Regions from separate parts of the Mus musculus genome. Here region 2 is linked to region 1. A link is a contact called in public HiChIP or PLAC-seq data. All regions are on one chromosome and are shown on one strand. The core of a region is the stretch at or near the end of the contact, and the rest is flanking DNA. Distances in the headings are between cores, read along the strand shown. Region 1 overlaps Cdh23 (cadherin 23 (otocadherin)). Region 2 overlaps Slc29a3 (solute carrier family 29 (nucleoside transporters), member 3).

The links. HiChIP or PLAC-seq counts read pairs in DNA pulled down with a chosen protein or histone mark.
Region 2: a contact with region 1 is called in an H3K4me3 HiChIP or PLAC-seq map of embryonic stem cells, with 2.4 times the contacts expected there. The contact joins two enhancer-like sites. A contact is called at or near these places in 1 of 484 Hi-C or Micro-C datasets (embryonic fibroblasts), 5 of 115 datasets of contacts at active chromatin or transcription factors (embryonic basal ganglia, embryonic stem cells and large pre-B cells) and 1 of 9 other capture datasets (adipose tissue).

What each region holds. Positions count from the first base shown.
Region 1 is chr10:60,452,122-60,458,356 of GRCm38.p6, reverse strand. All of the region lies in intron 15 of Cdh23 (cadherin 23 (otocadherin)), which reads left to right. Among named protein-coding and RNA genes, the nearest start is that of Gm17455, 56 kb to the right of the region's middle. Within about 2 kb of position 2,991, at least 5 of the 459 cell types and tissues checked have an H3K27ac peak or open chromatin away from gene starts, as enhancers often do. A contact at or near this core is called in embryonic stem cells, where this site is marked.
Region 2 is chr10:60,724,204-60,730,438 of GRCm38.p6, reverse strand. The region is part of intron 3 of Slc29a3 (solute carrier family 29 (nucleoside transporters), member 3); the gene reads left to right. Among named protein-coding and RNA genes, the nearest start is that of Slc29a3, 25 kb to the left of the region's middle. Within about 2 kb of position 2,923, at least 13 of the 459 cell types and tissues checked have an H3K27ac peak or open chromatin away from gene starts, as enhancers often do. A contact at or near this core is called in embryonic stem cells, where this site is marked.

The DNA of each region.
Region 1 (6,235 bases), core at 1,742-4,241:
TCAATTTATTGATCCTCTTGACTGTAAGAGCCAGCCCACTGTGCCCACCTCCAACAGGAAGCCCTCCAGCACGCACCCATCTCTCCTCCGTGCTCCCTCCCCCTCCCCTGCTCCCTGACCGGCTTCTTCTCAGGGATCTTCAACATAGCTTTGAATCCTGTGTAAGGGGGCGGGGGATCAAAGGAAACTTGCTGGGGGCGTGTGGCAGGAGACTGAGTGGACAAAGGCCTCCTGGGGAAACTGAGGCACAGCGACAGTAAACAGTGTTACCCTAAGTTACTCAGTCAGTCCACGGAATTTCTTTTTCAAGTGTGAGTGCTTTTCTGTGCTGGATACCCCATTAGTCAGGTACTGAGATTATGTGTGTGACCCTAGGCCATTCTTGTCCCCTGTCTAGACTTGGCTTCCAGTTCAGCCCCCAAAAGAGAGTCACCCAGACATCTTCTGAGGATTCCCCTCAGGAAAGGGAGGGCTTCAAAGAGACAGGGTGAAGGGGGACAGAGGTGGAGGAGGGCAGGGTAGAAGGTGAGCTATTAGCTACAGGAGAGCAAGGTGAGAATTGAGGGTGACCTTTCTGCTGCCTGGATGGGGAGCGGGTCACCTTTTGCTCTGCATAATCCACTCCCCCAGCTCACCTGGGACCTGGGCTTTACCTGTCAATCATACCCACCTTGGTGCCGCCCTCCCTTAACTGACCAGGTACCTTCATGGAGAAAGGGGCCTATAGAACCTACAGACAGGGCAGCAATCACGCCTCCCTTCTCCCGGCAGGCTCCTGGGGCAGGCTGCTGTCTCCCTGGGTTCTGGACTCATGCTCTGTGCCCTGAGAAACCAGGGTTTCTACTTTAACAGTATGAGGGGGTCTCCTCAGGGTCACAGTCCAGGGCCTACAAAGAGCAAGTGTCCACCAGCCATCCCAGGCTTTCGAGAACAGCTCGGCTCCCTGCTTCTGATGGCTTTCATTTGACTCGATTCTACCATGGCATACAGCTGCCAGCAGAACTCACAGCGTGAATTATTAGTCAGGGAGTCTGCTTGCTCAGCCCAATGGGTAGGCCCCATCTGGATAGTTTACCAAATCCCACAAAAGACAGGGGTCATCCTTGGGAAGACAGCACTTCTATGGTAACTTAGAATCCCCCCCACCCCCTCCTCAGCCGCCCTTCCCATGGGCCGATCTGATTCCCCATTCCCCACCCCACCCCCTCCCGCCAACCTTTACCACTGGCATCTTAATTGACCTCCTTGTTCTGGAAGCCCTAGAGACCTGAGACTCCAGCTGTGCTTAAACAGAACAAAATCTCTTCCAATTTCCCCACCGTTTAAAAGAAAATTGAATTCTTTATCTGCAGCCTGGGGAGGGGGAGGAGGGGGGGAGAGGAGGAGGGAAGGAGGAAAAAAAAAAAACCCAGGAAATAGCAGGTCACTGGCCCAGCTCCCAAGCTGGCCTAGAAGCTTTCGTGGACACTCTGGTCCCTCCATTTGAAGGGTACCTAAGGCTGTCCCCAAAGGGGACCCCTTTGGTGGGCTCTTGGTTCATGTCCTGTTGGAGTTTGTGCGTTGGAATATGTGTGGTGGGGGGAGGGGCCAGGCTGCTGAAGGTGATTGACAGGTTCCTCTAGCTGTCAGGCTTCAGTGCTTCCTGCCACTGTTTATCTCCTTCATCTAAATATCAATCCTAAAACCAAAATAGGATGGGGTTCCGTGGTAGGACCCAGAGTTCTGAGTGGGGTGGGGCTGGGCTTGCAGGTGAGGAGGAAGTGAAGAAGGAGGCCACTGAGACTTCCAGTTTCTGGGCTGAGTTAGGGTATAAAGCCAGGGTCCCCCACCTCTACCCCTGAAGTGCACCAGCCTGGCTGATGATGGTTCTCAGAGAATCAGCCTTTCAGTGTATCTATTTTTACCAAACTGACCTATTGCTGCCAGGCTCTGCAGAGCTGCGTGCGCAGCTTCTGTCACAGGTGTCCCCAGAACCTACCAGCCTCAGGAGCTGCTGGCCACCAATCTCTGCCCCAGTGATTATTCATTTTATGTATGTGAGTACACTGTAGCTGTCATCAGACACACCAGAAGAGGGCATCAGATCCCATTACAGATGGTTGTGAGCTACCATGTGGTTGCTGGGAATTGAACTCAGGACCTCTGGAAGAGCAGTCAGTGCTCTTAACTGCTGAGCCATCTTCTCCAGCTCCTCTGCCCCAAAGTAAAAGGCAAAAGATACTCAGTAGCATCCCGGGTGATGGATCCCAGGAGTTGAGTGACTCTTGGGCACTTCATGTTTTCTATAACTATGGTTCAAACGACACAGGTCCAGGGAAGCTGGTATAGCTCACCAGGGCAGCTGAGCCATGGCTCTGATTCCACCTGTGTTGACCCCAAGCCCTGCACCCCGCTTCCTATTCAGTGTTGTTGTAGTTGCTTGAGTTCTGTAAAAGTAGGACCACCCACGGGTGACCTTGAGCGAGTACCTCACCAGGGACCTTGGTGTCCTTTTCTGGAAAACAGAAGGACTTGGCGGAGTGCTCTCTAAACCTCCCACACTGGCCTGGAATCACCTGTCCCCAGACGGTCCCCTCCTACACCTAGACTTTCAATCCGGAAGTCACCCTTCCGTAGGCTGGCCGATGATGGTTCTTGCTCAGGCCAATTGTACTAAGAACACCGGAGCAAAGAAAATGGATCCTGTGGGCAAAGGGACAGAGGATGGCTGTAAAATCGGCCAGGAGTGGAGCAAGTTCATAAACAATCACAAACCAAAGGCCTGTGCGAAGGGGCCCTGGGCTGGAGCTGGGAAGGTTCCCAGTCTGGGGGGAGGTGACTGGAGTCCCGGGCAAGGAGAGCAACCGGGGCCTCAGATGAATCCGTCTATACAGCAGCAGGAAGGACGGCTTGGGGTAAACTAAGAGGTGCGCGGGGTGTGTTTGGGAGATGTGGAGCTGGGGTGGGGCTCAGAGTTGACTGACCCAGCTGTGTAACTATGGGAGGCGTGGAAGCCATACTTCCTGCAAGCTCACCTCCCCAGTGGCTCAAAGTCCTTCTGGTGCTGACTTACCTAGTGATTGTCAGACTTTGGTATGTTTTGTTTTGTTTTGTTTTGTTTTGTTTTGTTTTGTTTTGTTTTGTTTTGTTTTGTTTTGTTTTAGAGGCAGGATCTCACTGTATAACCCTGGCTGGCCTAGAACTCACTATGTAGACCAGGCTGGCTTGAATTTATAATCTGTCTGCCTCTGCCTCCCGTTGGCTGGGTTGAAAAGCACATGCCCCACAGGGTCATTTAATTTCCTGATCCTGGGACATGCCCCAGTATTTTTCTATTCTATGCTACTACACATAATTTTTAAAAAATGTACTTGTGACCCATTAGAATCTAGGAGCCACCTTTTTTTTTTTTTTTTTTTTTTTTTTTTGCTTCCCTGGGCCTCATTGGATGAGGAAGAATTGGGGGAGGGGTAGACATTAAATCCAGGAGTGTCCAATCTACAGCCTGTGCGTTGCAAAAGCATGCATATGCTTCTGTTACATGAGATTAGATTACAACAAGGCATTTTCATCTATGAAATTTGTGCCTGTGAAACACATAATCAAATTACAGAGGGAAAAATTACACACACACACACACACACACACACACACACACACACACACACCTCTAAAGGGGCCACAAGATGGCTGTCACCTTGTATAACAGATCCAAAGTAGATCTCTGTTTACCCTCCTCACTGGCTTCCCAGCAGAACTCAGAATCAGAGCTTCAGCCTGCCAGCCATCTTCCCACCAGCCGAGAGCCCAGACTGGACAGAAGTCTTCTGTGAGCTCCCACTGTGTGTGCTAAGTCTTTACAACCTACAATTGGAAGATTCTAGTCTTGGACTGGCTGAATGATGAGGAACATTTTGCTCCGTAAGCCTCAATCCCCCTCTCTCAGCATCTGCAAAATGAGGATGCTGTTGGCTCTTCTGTCTTCTAGGCTGGGTTTAGAAGACTGGACGCCTCCAGTCTTTTAGGCTGTTCTGACAGCTAGGTGGGAAGGAGGTGGGGCAGGGGAAGAGAATGGGAAGCCAAAAGGTCATGAGTCTGAGGCAGAACTGTTTCTTGGCCCCTAACAGGTACAAGATGCTAATCCCCCAAAAACCCTGGGTTAAAAACCCAGAAGAGTAAAGGACCTGGAGATACAGATCTCTGCTGAGCTCAGATCTGGGGTGATACATTCTCCCAGCCATGAACTCTGACCTTAATTTTTCATGTCATGTGGGACTGTAAAATCGGTTAGGGCTCGGCAGGTGGAGTGATGGAGATGTCAGGCAGGCAATTGGGTGGGCATTTAATCTATCAGATATGAGGCTCGCCATTCAGTGAGCCAACAAGAGAATGTAGAATCAATATGTTCATTAGCGACAACATGTGTTGACCCAATCAGCACCCACCAATGACAGCAGGCACGGCGCATGTCACCCATGCGTCAAATCACCTTGGAGAGAGGACATGGCCCTGATGATCAGTCTCCTTCCCCCCAACATCCCGGTACCCCTCTGTAGCTTCCCACTTGTCTAAAAAGCTGCCTGTCACCTGGATGGCCCACAGAGGTGGGGGCAGGGGGTGGATGCTTCAGTGAGGGGACCCGGTGAGCTGGCTGTAGCCCTGGGTAGGCGGCTCCTCCAGGGGGTTGATTGGACTGTCTTTTCTCTTCCATCCCATCTCCTGGGCCCATGCTGGCCCTCTTAACTAAGCCTCAGACGTGTGTCTGTCCCCACACCTCTCCTTTCCGCGTAATCCCAGCTTGATAATGGCCAGAGAGAGGTCCAAGTCTTTCTGATTGCAGATGTCTGTCTCGCACTGCCCAGCCAGCCCCCCTCCCATGTCCCCAGGAAAGTGGCTTTTCTGTGTCCAGTTTGCTTTGCTTGGTGATCAGATATGATTGAGAAAAAAAAAAAGTCACTCAATCGTATTTTTTTCAAACCTAAGGGCATGAGAGAACAGAGTCTGTGAAAGGCCTAAAAAAGGGCTTTCCTCCTCCTCTTCTTCCTCCTCTTCCTCTTCCTCCTCCTCTTCCTCTTCCTCCTCCTCATCTTCTCCCTCATCTTCCTGCTTTTCCTCCTCTACTTTCTCTTTCTCCTCCTCTTCTTCCCCTCTTCCTCCTCTTCTTCCTTTTCTTTCTCCTCCTCTTCCTCATCTTTTAAAAAACATTTATTTATTTTATGTATAGGAGTATACTGTAGCTGTACAGATGGTTGTGAGCCATCATGTGGTTGCTGGGAATTGAATTTAGGACCTCTGCTTGCTCAGTTCAACCCCACTTGCTCTGGTCGGCCCCTCTCACTCAGTCCCTGCACACTCCAGCCCAAAGATTAATAATTTATTTATTATATGTAAATACACAGTAGCTGTCTTCAGACACACCAGAAGAGGGCATCAGATCCCATTACGGATGGTTGTGAGCCACCATGTGGTTGCTGGGATTTGAACTCGGGACCTTCAGAGGAGCAGTCAGTGCTCTTAACCACTGAGCCATCTCTCCAGCCCTTCTCCTCATCTTTTTTTCCTCCTTCTTTGCCATGTGTATGTGAAAGCCAGACAAGTCAGGGCTCAGCTCTGTCTGGTTGTTGATGGTCGAATGCTGAGCCACCTGTAGCTGTGGGTCCTGAGAAAATAGCAGGCATGTTGCTGAATCCCCAACCAGCCTAAGGCCAGCCTCCCTCAGAAGCCATGGAAAACAACGGTGGTGGGCAGGCAGGCAGCATGCTGGGAGTGGCACCCACTAGAGCCTTGGGCAGATGACACAACCCAGCTAGGAGATTTGAGTATGGATGCCAAGTCCCACCCCAGTTCAGGCCAGGAGATGAGAGCGTAGATCCATAGAAAGTGAGAGTAGCTTCCGAAAAGGTGACTGCCCCTGTCTCTTGGATAAAGTGGTACCCGGGGCCCAGAGTCATTATTAGTAGCTCTTTGGCTTCTGATGCCATCAAGCACTTAGGAGATGCCTCATGGACACGTGGGAAGGGCCCCAGTGTACTCTGGAAAGGGTCCATGAGTGTTCGTCTTGGATGCTATACTCCTGACCCAGATACTCAGTGTGCGTGCTGGTTCCAGACCCTGTGATACGATACACAGGAGGGTGTCCTGGCGCTGCTCCTTAGCAAGACTGCTACCCCCTGTCTAGTCTAGGGGCATGGAGGTGCATTGAGAGGTCCTGAGTCACAATGGGAACTGGGTCTTGTCTCAGGGAGTTCGTATTTGG
Region 2 (6,235 bases), core at 1,674-4,173, 270 kb before region 1:
AGTTTACAGATCAGAGCGGGTGCCAGGGGGCTCCAGTCAGGGGTCACTGCTCATTTATAGCCACTTACAGTGACATCCAGGGAAGGGCCATCTCCCTTCAAGAGGCCTGTAGGGTCACAGGCTCTTGTAGCCAGGGCATGCCGTGTGGAGCAAGACCCGAGGAAGCTGTTCTTCTACATGCCCTGAGAGCAGGCACCACTAACAGCATCCACTGAACTGCCCTACCTACAGGAAGCAGTCACTGCTGTGATATGTTGATGATACCAGCAGATGTGTCCCCTGCTCATAGTGGGAGCTCATAGATAAAGATTGCAAAAGGCTTCTGGGTAACACTGTGGAGGATGGAAATATTTGAGAGATAAGTGAGTTGGTATGATCTATAAACTCTGCTGGCTGCTCCTTCCTGTCCAGTCTGTTTGTCTTAACAATGGCAACAGAGACACTATTTCATCTGCATTTTCCTGAAGTTGTCTTCAGACAATAAGAGTGGCCTCACTCATAGAAACTTCAGATCCTTGATGACAAACTTATTTAGCTCTGGTCACTTAGTGGTTACTCCTGGATCTCCTGCTGAGAAATGTTCTAAGGCACATCTGGCCTCAGGAAGGGTGCTGGGATTGATTAGTAATGTCTGCTCTGGGCACAGGAGGAAAGAGCAGAATGTACCCTGTGTGCTAAGCCTGTGTATAGAGAAGTCTTTCTAAACAGGCACAGTTGTATAGAAGATCCCAGAGCATAGTGGCTTACAACAGTAACAGTAATTAGTTTCTTTTACTATCTGGGGTTCCGGAGTCAGCCAGGCTCCACTGAAACATGCTGATGCAGTCAGACAGCACTGGGGCTGGAGATGCCCATCCTTTCCCGCCTCCCGGTCTGTCTCTCCTCATTGGCTTGTTCACATGGGCTCAGAGACTCTTCCCATTGTGACTGAAGAACAAATGTTCCGTGAGGGCCAGGGACAAGCCACAGAGTGTCACTTTTGTCACACTCACCTGATTAAGCTCTCATAAAGCCTCCTCCATTTCAAGGGGACAGGGACCCTGTCTGTCCATGGAGGGAGTATCAAAGAACCTGTATCCCTCTAAAACCCAAGTATAGTCTGAGAGAGAACTCAGCCTCACTCCTGGCCCCTAGGGCTACCTGCAGCGGTCTCCTCCCAGATACCTAGCCTTCAGACATCCACCCTTGGGGGGTGCAAGTGATATGGGAAATTTTTGAGGTGTCTTTGAGTTCAACAGAGCCTTTCTGAGCTCTTGGTGAGCTTAAGTTGGGGTGAGGCAGGAAGAGGCTGCAGAAAACCCAAGGCCCACCCTTAAAGCCACCCAAGCCGGTGACTTTTGGGTTCTTGTGTTGCTAATAAGATAGAATTCCACAGAGGGTGGAATTTAGAAAGGAAGTTACAGATAAGTAGACAGGAGCTTTGGGGAGGGGTTGGAGCTCCTGTACAGCAGAAGGGGTCCTAGGAAATGGGGTACCATGGAGCTGCTCTTGTGGGGCCCAATGAAGGACTTACGACGTCCTTCATAGAAATGACTAATGTCACCCATCATCTCTTATGACGATGAGCGTGTAGAGTGGAATGAAGTGTCAGTGCGATTGGCTCACCGATGACGTGTTCAGATAGCTCTTCTTTTTATCAGTCAAATCTTCCAGTATAGTTTCCAGGCAAGGCTAAGAGATACAAGGGACCAGGGACCAGAACCTCTCCTAGCATACCTGGTCTCCAGCAAGGACATTCTCAGAGCTGCTATTCTGGGGGTCCCTGCTCCACCTGGCCAGGGTCTATCCCCTACTCTCATGGCTAAGAGCTGACTTAAGGGTTCTCTCAGCACTACCAACCACCGAAGACAGAGTAGAGTTCTAGACAGTGCCCAGAGAGAGGAGAGGGTACCAGAAGAGGCGAGGCACAAGAGCACCTGCAGAGGGTGGGAGGCCCACCTCACCTACCCTCTGCCCCTCCAGGCCTTGTGACTTTTCTATTCACCTGCTCTGTGGCCCTGGGCACAAGTGTCGCTCAGTTACCTGTGGACAAGAATTCCTGTCGTCTTTAGGTGATCCATACTGCCACCTGTCAGGGGGTAACATATACCTACTACCCCTTCACTGCACCACCCTGTATGTACGGCGACTTAGGAGGTTGGAATGACATCCTATTTTTCCTGGTCATAGATGTGCCATAGTGGAGCCACATTCCTGATCTTTTCCCTTGGTGGCCATGGAACCAGAAGCTGGCCCAGTTCTGGGGTCATCCGGTTCAGGGAAAAGACCCTCTTGGGACCTTGGAGTGTATGACCTCCAGTCACAGCAGACAGTGGCCAATCAGTGGCCTTGCATAAAGGAAAACAGCTCACTCACTCAGGTGCCTATGCAGGTCACTTGGCTACTGAAGCCAAAGGGCACGATTTATTCCTAGAGGGATCTCCTCAGACTGTCTGCACTCGAAACCTGGGCTACCTCTGGGTGCTTAGCTACCGACTTTGTAGCCCCCTGGGCCAGGCTCCAGGCTGCTAGGCATGGGGAGGGTGGTTAGAAGGGGGCTGGGCAGGGAAGTAGTTTCACAGGTTTCCTAGTAGACTATGGGCTGTAGGCAATATTTGAGGGCCTTAGGGAAACGGTTCTCCAGCCTCGCTGGTTGCCAGCTGCCAAGGACAGTTTAGGGCGAAGCTGTTTTTTATTTAATGTGGAAGATTGAAAAGTCTCCTTCCTTCCCTCCCTCCTGGAGCACCCTGGCTTCTCTCACTGGCTCATTCATAATCGCCAAGTGTTTTATTATGTTAAATCTGCAGCTTTATAAATACAGATGAGCCAGATTTACATTCCAGAGTCTTGGGAAGAAATCAGTCCCCTGGGGTCCTGGACTCTCAGTGGCAAGGGAGAGGAGTGTGGATGGCCCGAGCCCTCCTCCAGCATCATCAGGGCCATGTGGCCTCACAGCCTGTCTCATAACTGGAGAACACCAGGCAGGCCAGCCAGCATAAGCCTAGACCTCCCTAGAAACTCGAGAGCTTCCGTCCCAAGCCACTCTCCCTGCAGGAAGGGTGGGGTGGGAATGTCCCCCCCACCCCACCCACAGTGTCTATAAGGTTGGCCTCCAACTTCATGGCGTTGAGACTAGCTCCTGTGGGGCTTCTGAGGACCTGGGGGCTCTCCTGGAAAGTGCTCAGCAGGAGGGAGAGAGCCACTGGGAAGGAGCCCTGGGTAGGGCCGGTGAGGGACAGCTATAAGCACTTTCAGTGGGTGCCTTTGCTGTTTGTTCTTCTTGCCCCTCACCCCCTTAAGAAGATACCAATTCCTGTCAAAGCCCCAGGCACCCCACAGGACCTTATCACCATAACTACAGGGAGATGGCTTGGGGGTGGGGGGATGAAGCCACACCTCCTCCCTTCTGGTCCATCTCTGGCTCCAGCAGTCCTCCTCAGGTGCCCCAGGAAAAGCATCTAAACTTTTTTGTTAGCTGGGTGTGGTGGCGCACGCCTTTAATCCCAGCACTTGGGAGGCAGAGGCAGGTGGATTTCTGAGTTCAAGGCCAGCCTGGTCTACAGAGTGAGTTCCAGGACAGTCAGAGCTATACAGAGAAACCCTGTCTGGAAAAAAACAAAACCAAAACCATTTTGTCACTTGCCCCACGGTGTCACCAAGGGGATTTTTTTTCCCCCGAGGGACCGTCACATCACTAGGCCCTCCTGTTCATGTTGGAGACAAGGAGGAAAGGTGGAGAGAGGAAATGTCTGTCTGAGGTCACACAGCAAATCCGAGACAAAGCCAGGCTTTGTGCTGCTGCTCTCCCTTCCATATCTTGTGGGTGGGTAAGTGGCTCGTTAGGCCAGGAAGATGAATCTCAGTGGGACAGGTAAGTGTGGAGGGTCACCTTGAACCTCCAGCCTGAGGCTTGGCTGAAAGCCTACAGAGTACATTGGGGTTCACGTACCATACCTTTGCAGGCTCCAGGGGTCCAGCCACTCCACCTGGCCCTTCCTCCAGCCCGAGCTTGCCTGAAGCACAGTCTCAGGAGAGGCCCCCCCCCCCCCCAGTGTGGGTCCTCGTGGTTATGGAGGATAGATGTGTCCCAGAAGCAGGCCCCCAAACAAGGAGACGTTTGAGAGCATGTAGTGAATTGTGTGTGTGGGGGGGGTAGGTGTTGTAAAGGTAAAGACAGCAAAAAAGTAGCCAGGAGAGGAGGTCTTGTCACCCAGCCCCACAGAGAGCCACCAGAGCCCCCAGGGATCTAAAGAAGCCACCACCACCCCAGAGAGGGAGCTAGGATGGGTATCCACCAATCTCACCAGCTATTGGTTCTAGGCTACTGCTGGGAAGTCATTAGCCTATTGCGCCCAACTTAACCCTGGGCCACGATGTCCTGACACCATCTCTGGAGTTTCACGCAGTGTTCACCCCCTCCCCCTCTGCCCCTCCCCCCCACCTGGGACTCCGATGTCTCCATTAGTGGGCACAGTAGTAACAAGTAGCATACAGGAAGTATTATTTGTTCTCTAATAGAAAGTTAAAGTCAGATTTAGCCTCAGGCATAGCTGGAGATCTCCTTCCTACGATACCAGGGCTCTGTGCGTCTTCTTGGGGGAGGGGGGTGTGCACTCCATATTGTAGTCCTTCCACACACAGCTGGCGAGGTGGCAGCAGCCAGCCGCTGGACACACTCACACAGAGGCTCCTGTACGGTCCATGGCACCACCCCAGGAAGGACTGACTGGGCTGCGTGGGCCATGTGCAGCCCCCTAACCTGTGGTAGCCAGGATCACCAATGCTGTTCTTTGAAGCTGGACTGGTACAGGTGGTATAGCCCACCTCCTTCGCCATGCTGGACAGGAAGGGACACTTTCTCTCCCAGAGAGGAGATGCTGACAGACAGGCCTGCAGACCCACCCCATTCCCCCTCTGAAGATCAAGGCCTGGCTCATAAGGTAGATGAGACGCTCGCATGCAGGCTGGGGTTTTGCCTGTCTCCAGCTCATCCGGGCAAGGCTCAGGCGGCTGACCTTCCAAGGATACACGTGCTCTCTTCCTTGCGGCCCCTCGGCTGTGCCCTGAGATGTCACCAGCCCTCTGCCAACATCCCAGAGTACCTAGTGCTGGGGTGCACTGAGCCCCCACCACTCTGGAGTTCACACCTGCACTCCAGATGTACAGTTGTTGCCCAGTGCCTGTGTGTAAGACAGGCACTCAGTCAGGACACAGGGTCACAGAAGAGTCCGGGCTGGGGCTAAATTCACATAGGTTCTCATCCCAGCCTCCAGGGACATTCTGTGTGTCCTTCCTTCCCCTTACACAGGGTGGGCTGAGGTGTGTGCATGTGGGGGGGGGGTATGCAAGGCAGCTCCCTTCAACCCCAAACTCTCAGGACACAGACAGGCCACCAGCCAGGGGGAGGAGCTGCTTGTCACAACCCTTGCTTCCCTCCATGCAAACGGATTCACACCTAGCTGCATACACAGATCTCTTTTTCTCCCTTTCAAGTTTGACTTTGTCATTCGTCCTTGTTTTAATCCAGACAACATCTTTGCGTCTAATCTGGCTTTTCTCTCCGCCCCCCTACTTTCTCTCTCGTTAGTGGGAAACTGGAATTGAACATCTAGTCAGGCCTAAAGCTGATTCTAATCTGATGGTGGCTCCAACAGCCTCCGGGTGGTGTTCTCTCCATTAGGGTAGAGCCCTGCACAGCTACCTCTGATGGTTCTTAGCCCTGCCCTACTCCCTGGTCAGTGGGGGTGGGGGAGGGGAGGGTGGAGGGCTTGGCTTGGGTGCAGTGTTTTAATGGAATGCATGGGGTCCTGACGCGGGACTGTCAGGGTGTGGTCCCAGCTAAGACCATCTAGGACAAACTTCTGAGAGCTCCTGGCCTCACAGCGAGTGATCTTGAGCCAGCTCCTAAACCTTTCTGAGCTCAGCTTCCTTGTATAGGGGACCAAGAGTATGCCTGTCCCACGGAACCCCATGGAAGGTGAAGGAGTTGCACACCTAGGCAGAGTGTGCACAGTTGGAAGAAAATTGGGCACAAGCCAAGTCTTGTGACATCAACAATGGTGGATGGTGACACTCTTCCCTCCCCTGCTGCCAAATTTGGATCCATCATCAGGAGTTCAGCGATGTAGCAGAAGTGGGGTCTTGTCGGGTGGCCTGGCCTTGAGCCTCACAGATTGGTAACAAACGGCACTGCCTCCTGGACCCGCACTGGGCTTGGGTCTTTGTGCTACATAAAGCTCCCTGGAGCCCCCCACTT